Regions from separate parts of the Gossypium arboreum genome. Here region 2 is linked to region 1. Evidence: chromatin contacts called from public Hi-C data. All regions are on one chromosome and are shown on one strand. The core of a region is the stretch at or near the end of the contact, and the rest is flanking DNA. Distances in the headings are between cores, read along the strand shown.

What was found. Hi-C and Micro-C count contacts between places; a contact is called where the count stands out from the background.
Region 2: a contact with region 1 is called in a Hi-C map of leaf, with 2.5 times the contacts expected there. The contact joins the promoter of LOC128293087 here to the promoter of LOC108453111 in region 1. A contact is called at or near these places in 3 of 5 Hi-C or Micro-C datasets (all in leaf).

The regions. Positions count from the first base shown.
Region 1 is chr5:27,600,120-27,603,797 of ASM2569848v2, reverse strand. It overlaps LOC108453111 (PWWP domain-containing protein 1), which reads left to right and starts at 1,251. Exons shown (of 3, transcript XM_017751039.2): 1 at 1,251-1,647; 2 at 1,729-2,841. The coding sequence starts at 1,740.
Region 2 is chr5:27,858,265-27,862,271 of ASM2569848v2, reverse strand. LOC128293087 (serine/threonine-protein kinase-like protein CCR4) reads right to left here and starts at 1,747. Exons shown (of 1, transcript XM_053028422.1): 1 at 1-1,747. The coding sequence starts at 1,466.

The sequences.
Region 1 (3,678 bases), core at 2-2,501:
ACTACTATTGTGTTGGAACCACAAACCAACTTTTTTAATTTTTACTTTTTCATTTTTATTTTGCTAATTTTTTTTTAAATTTGATGTGTGAAGTCTCATTAAATTTTTTTCACTTTTTCAGTTTTTTTATTTTTTTGTGTTGCCAATGTGTCAAGCGATAATTAAAGGTGTGCATGGGTCGGGTTGGGCTGGGCTCAACTAAAAATTTAAGCTCGTTTACTAAGCTTGGGTCCAACTCGAAAAATGAGTCTAAAATTTTTGCCCAAAGCCAAACCCGAATAAAAATGTTAAAACCCAAGCCTGACCCGACCGTCTATATTAATTTTATATAATTTTAAAATATATATAATACATCAAAATATTAAAACATCAAGATAAATATTTCCCAACAAATTGAAAATAAATTTTAAAAATATGTATACTTAAATAACATTAAGATAGATGCAACTTAACAAGTAAATATCTCTAAAATAATAACAAAATTAACAAATATCTTTAAAATAATAACAAAATTAACAATAAAATAAGTTTTATACAAGATCTAAATAATAACAATAAAATAATAGCAACATAATAGTAAATTGGTAGCAAAACAATAAGAAAATAATATTAAAACAAAAAAATTATCTTTTGTGAATTAACTGGGCTAGGCCCGTTTTTTAAATATACCTTATTTTTTTATCCAAGCTCATTTTTCGGGCCTATATTTTTGTCCAAATCCTCCCACATTTTAGGCAGGCCGACCCATGAATAGGTCTAGCGACACGCAAAGCTCTTGTAATAAACATTACATTTTGTAATTAATTTGTTCTTCATTTCATTTTTTAATTAATTAATTTTTAAATATTATTTTTATAAGAGGCCTATTTTTTATTTTATTTATTTAAAAAATTAAAATCAAGATTAAATTGGTAGAATATATAAAGTTAAGGATTAAATTTATTTAGTTTTATAGAATTAGGATCAAATTAATAGAATTCATAAATATTTAAAGACTAAATTTACTATTATACTAATAACAAAATACCATGTTAGCATTTTGTTAATAATTTTATCGAAAATTTAAATAAAAAATAATTTCATAAGAAGAGCGACTAAAATATCAAATGTAGATAACATTAATAATTAAATAATTTTTAAACTAAATGAATAAAACAAAACACATAATAATTAAATGACTACGTAAATAATTTACCCAACTTAACTAATCATATATCTTACTACTAATATAATCTCACAGTTACCCTTATAATATCAATATCGCCGTCTCGAAATATAATGGATCAGGCGGTTCTGAAAAACGAGGTACGGTCGATGATTGATGTGTACTGAGCCATTTGTACACCGCTGTTGTGCCCTATAAAATCCATATATACAATCAACCAGCCGTAATAATCTCCGAACTTTTTTAAAAGTAAAATAAAAGGAAAATATAACGAGGGCAGTAGAGAAAGGGAAAATCGCAAAATCCCCAGATTTTCTTTCCATCCAAACACACCTCTTTCTCTATGTCTTTGGTTTATTATCTTCACTGTTTCATTTGTATCTATTATAATTATTATCCTAAAAAAATCTCTCTTCCCTAATTTTCTCTCACTTTCCTGGAAAAAAATAAAGAACAACTTCTGTAATCGTTCTCTAACAAAGGTATGTTTATCAGTTACATGTATCTCATTTAAGCTCTAGAATTTTACAGGGCTTTGACTTTGCTTCTTTATTTTGCTTTAGCTATTAAAAGAATGATACCTGTTGTGAACGACGATGCTGAATTTGATAAACGATCGGATAAAATCGAAGAGAAAGCTAGGGTTTCTACCGATGAAGCTATTGGTAGCCGTAATGAAGACAATAGATTGAGCTTAGGAGTTTCTGATGAAGAAGCTAGGGTTTCTCCAATGGAGCTCGATTTGAAAGATTTTAGGGTTTCAGAGAATAATAGATCTGAGGAGGTTAGGGAGAGTAATGCCAATAGTGCAGATAGAAGAATAGGCGACGAATCTAGGGTTTTTGATGTAAATGATCGAGTGGAACAGAATGATATGATAAACGACGATGAGAATGATAGAATAGAGAATTCAGAGAAGCTGGAGAAGGATACTGGTTCAGACTATAAGTCCTTGTTATCTGAGTTCGATGATTATGTAGCCAATGATAGAATTGGTGGAGGGACTTCAAGGGCGTTGAGTTATGGGTTTGAAGTGGGTGATATGGTTTGGGGAAAGGTGAAATCTCATCCTTGGTGGCCTGGGCATATATTTAACGAAGCATTTGCATCTTCATCTGTACGGCGGACAAGGAGAGAGGGACATGTGTTAGTTGCGTTCTTTGGGGATAGTAGTTATGGATGGTTCGACCCAGCTGAGCTTGTCCCTTTTGATCGTCATTTTATGGAGAAATCACAGCAGACAAACTCGAGGACTTTTGTCAAGGCTGTGGAAGAGGCCATGGATGAGGCAAGTCGGAGGCGTGGTCTTGGTTTGGCTTGTAAATGTAGGAACCCATATAATTTTCGGCCCACAAATGTCCAAGGGTACTTTGTAGTTGATGTGCCTGATTATGAACCAAATGGGGTTTATTCAGTGAATCAGATTAGGAATGCAAGAAATAGTTTTAAGCCTAGTGAGACCCTTTCATTTGTGAAACAATTGGCATCAGACACTGGAGCTTTTGACCAGCAAAGCATTGAGTTTCTTAAGAATAAGGCTACTGTTTGTTCTTTCCGGAAGGCTGTGTTTGAGGAGTATGATGAGACGTATGCACAGGCTTTTGGGGTGCGGCCATCACGCCCTTCTAATTCGGCTGTTGATGCTCCAACACGACTTTCTAAAGAGGCACCGCGAGGTACTTGTCTAATCTGCATTGCTGATTCTTGAAAACTGTTTCAGGTTTTGATTTCATGGATTTCTTTGCAATCTGTTCTGCCTTCTCTGTTACATTAAAATTCAAATGTTGTGTTGTTTTTGAATGCAGTATTGCCTGCACTCATGAGACTTTAGGCTGAAATAGTTACAAGTTTCACATGGCTAAAGCTGGTATTTTATTGCATTCATTTCATGGCTTCTAATTCTTTTTTTTTTTTTAATTTCTACAGTATCTCTTTTGATATCACATTTTTTTTATTGAATGATGCTTGGTTAAAGTCAGATGTGCGTTTCTAATGACTTTGTTGCGTTAGTAGTGATATTCAATGCATGCAGGTTTGTGCCAGTATGATATCTGTCATACGTGTCTTAATACAATCATGAAATGAGTTTCTTTTATGATTTTGATCTCTCAAAAACTGTCTTTTAACTGTAGATTTTGGTTTTTATCAAAACATTTCTTCTTTCTCTTTTTCCATCATAAAAAATTTTCTTTTATGTTGACTATTCTGGAGAAGGTCTCTACCACTTCTCATTGGAGGGGTCAGAACACTATAATGACTCTGGCTTCCATGTGAACGGTAAAATGTGACTTGATTTTGTGATATTGCGACTGCAACAACTTGTATTTGGATTTGTAGCCTTGTGATTGATCTTTAAGTCTCTCTTTTACACATTTCCTGTTAATGAACAACTGCCAAAAGTAACAGAAAAGTTGCTTATCAGGTTTGCAATATCATTGTTGAGTATCACACAGCACTGAAAGGATGGAAGCAATCTTTGTGCCCCTCTGCATCTTGCATCCTGCGATAATATT
Region 2 (4,007 bases), core at 498-2,997, 260 kb before region 1:
TTGATGGCCACTTCACGCCCATCGTCCATCGTGGCCCGGTAGACAGAACCGAAGCTACCGGTCCCGATTTTATGATCCTCAGAGAAATTGTTGGTGGCTTGAATCAGGACTTCTAAAGAAAATTCCTCCAAACCACCTGTATTTGCCAAGCTTGTCAATTGGCTCGGACGCTTCTCCAGAACTGCGTGTGCTAACGAGGCTTGGGGCTGATTGGAATCGCGGTTAGTCGGACTTGGGGACACGGTTTCCTCCAGGCGACCTGAATCATGAACACGGCAACCTCTACCTTTGCAATATCTGAAGACAAAGAAACCGACGACTAGTAACAAAGAGAAGGATCCTACACAACCAACAACTAGGAAAGCTATCATTCTGCCATTCCAATCACTGCTTGTGGATCTGTTTTGAGGTTGCGGCGAGGGAGCTGATGGCAGGGACGGCGCAATTGACACACAAGCTTCGCATATAGATCCACCATTGCTGCAAAATGAGCCTGATCCGGACACTGAACCACATGGACATGTATTCCTACATGGCCCCGGTAAAACTTGAGAGAAAACCATAGAGGTGGAGTTAAACCTTGCGTCACCCCAACAAAACAAGGAAAAATCCAATGTTGAAACTCCACAAAAAACATTTCTCTTTGCTTTGATTGCAATAAAGCTACGCCTTTCCAGTTCCTGTGGCAGACTGAAGTTATTTTGGCCCCAACAGACCACAGTTCTATTAGTCCTTAATGCACAGCTCCGGTTCAGTCCCAAAGCCAGTGCGTTGAATTTTCCCCGTGGCGTATCGTCGACCACCGTATTCCCCCAACACTGTAAATCATTACCTCTACTGATGGCACAAGCATGCCTAAAGCCCGCAGCAATCACCTGATAATTCCCTTTAGGCTCTTCGCCAGTGACACCAGCACCGTTTCCACGGCAGCTAATTTTTCCATCTTCCGATAATCCACACACAAATCCTTCGCCAACAGCGATTTCAGAGAAGTTTTGATCCCCGGTTGGGTTGAATTCGGGCCATTGCCAACAGTCAAGAGCGTTGGTCGCATTAAGACCACAAATGTGAGAGTTTCCAGCTTCGAGTTGGTTGAGAGCTGGACCCCTGTAAATCCTTTTGAACTCCATAGTAGTGCCATTGTTGAAGAATCTCCAACAATGCATGACCGAAACATTTGATGAGGAAAACGAAGGTCTGAAACCGCATAAAAACCCATCCCCAGAGACAATCCCAGTGAAGGAATCATTAGGATGGAAAGGGGTTTGAATCCCAGGACTTGGAAGGCTAGAACAATTTAGTGAGGATCGGTTGAGTTCAGGAGAAGGCACTAAAGCACACACTAATGTGAGGTTAGAAGTTTCAGATATAGAGACTGTGGAGAAGGAAGAACTGAAAGAAAAAAAACAAAGAAAGGAAGAAATCAAGAGAGAAAAGGGGTGGGATTTGCAGAAGAAACAACCCATTGAACTTGTTTCGACACCTAATTTGATGGTGAGAGGGAGAAAGATTATATATTTGGCAATTAAAGAATGCCAACATTGTTGGAGTAATGGAGCATGAGGGAAATTACACGCGGTTTACAGAGTTTGATGGAGTTTCAAGTGTGCAACTGAGACCCAGTCCTGTGAAAATGTAATACTTTATTTCAAGGATTTTTCAGAAGCAGCAAGCACTGTGGTCTGGTCAACATTTGACGCCCACAGACACCCTCCAACCACAACAACTCCAACCAAATTGGCTCCACACCTTCATATCAAAACTCTTGCGTATATATAACCTGGTTAGGCTGCTCAAGTCGAGTAAAGCTTAGTACATCTTTATAAATTTGAATCCTTTCACAAATTATTTAATAATTTTTTTTTTGTTTAAATTTAATTTTGGAAGGATATTTACATGAGTTTTTCTATATAAATGTCTTGTTTGGCAGAGTTGGTAGTTAAATCATTATATATGCGTTTGACGAATTGTTCTAACATAATTTAATATTTCTACATATAAGAGATGAATGTTAATTAGTGATTTAACGTAGACTTGATAATTATATATCATTTGACAGAATGAGCCTCCTACTTTTTGTTTTATTTCAAAGCTAGCCCTTCTTTTCTTAATATTTTTTATGCTCACTCGTTTTTGTTCATTGTTAAACCGTTTCAATTTTCAACCGCGTTCAGTAGGATGTTAGGTTGCGCTTTGGATTGAATAATTTATTCCAATATTTTCCATTATTCAAATTTCAATTAATTTGGTTGAAATAGAAACATTCCAAAAATTGTGGGGTTTTTACCCAATTAATTTTAAAAAAATTAAATATTTACAAGAATACTCATTTTTTAAAACAATGACAGCATGAATAGTGACCAGTACTGTGTTGGCTGACACCCATGTCAGGTAAATTTTTTTTTTTAGATCCCGTGTTTCTAGTGGTTAGCATCTAGTAAAAAAATAATTTTTTTTCTATATTTTTGGTGATGGCACCATGGTGACTGGCACTCATGTTAGTAAAATTTTGTTTTTTTGATCCCGTGTTTTTAATGGCTGGCACCCTAGTAAAAATATAATTTCTTTTGCCTTGGCCTTCCATTTGTCAGCACCCATGTTTGAAAAATATGATTTTTTAGGTGCCGGCTATCTTCTTGTCGTGCACTCTCACACAGAAGATGGAATGCGTGGGTCTTTGGGTGCATCATTCCACCAGGGTAGATATTAAATCCGACCTTAAACATTTGAATGAATGCTGTTGTGCCAAACCTGGCGGCATCCAAGTACGGTATAATCTTATGGTCAGGAAAATATATTGGAACATGAAGTTGAGTTCTCAAGATCTGATACTCATTCTGTACATATAATAAAATCGATATTTGTTAATGTTTTCAAGTTTAATTTTCACAACTAATGAATGATTATTTTTTAAAGAGTACGACTTCAAAAACATTTCTAAAAAAAAAATTATATGATTTTATTTAAAACTGACTCAGACCACATTTATCGGCTCCTTTATCATAAACGTTGTGTGGTCGGTAGCTCGGATAAGAGAATCCATTACAATTTCTGCATAAATATCAATTAAATTATCAATTACCATACAAAAAAACAACAAATAATTTAACAAATCATTCAAATTAACAACATGCTAAAATACCTTAAAATTTTAATCTTATTACAAAAAAAATGCAAAAAAAAAAAAAACCTCCAGTGAATGCTTTTTGGCCTGGTGGAATATGGTGGTGGATGGGTGGGGAGGAGACCATTGAGACATATAGTGGAGAAGAAAGAAGAAGAAAAAAAAAGAGAAAAAAGAAGTCTGGATAAAAAGTAGTTGTGTAACCATTGGGTCACGTCAGCATTAAGTGGCACGTTGGTGCCGGACAGTAGATCGTCAGCACCGACCTGCCACCTAATGCCGGTGTGACTCGACGATCACACGATTACTGTTCATTCAGACTTTTTTTTTTTCCTTTCTCCTTTTTTTTAAAAAAAAATATAACACTAACAAAATTTTTGTATTCAATTAATAGATTTGTTTAGCATCATTTAATACATTCTTTTTCGTTACTTGAATATTTGTTTAGTAGTATATTTCGTATTTATAAAAAATAACAAAATTTGGTACAATATTAGTTTTTAACCTTTTCATATTTTTAAAAACATTATATCATGACTTCTTTTATTATTCTTGATTTTATATCGGTTCATTACGGACAAAATTTACGAACTTATGGACAATAAATTTTTTCTAACTTAAAAATAACTCCTTTCATTTTTATCTTACTATTATTTACATTAAAATTTACTCAACAATTTATTAACCTCTACTATTGTCTTTTTTTTACAAAATTTACCTAACTAATTTCATAATTTGTGAAAATTCTCCAAGTGCAATAATACTAACTAATTTTGGATTAATCAAACTACACAGTTTACTAATGTATTTTGAAAAGTATTTTCTCCAGCAAATTCATCTTCTTCTTAAATTAGGCCTATCGTTCATTTAGTAAGATTAGATT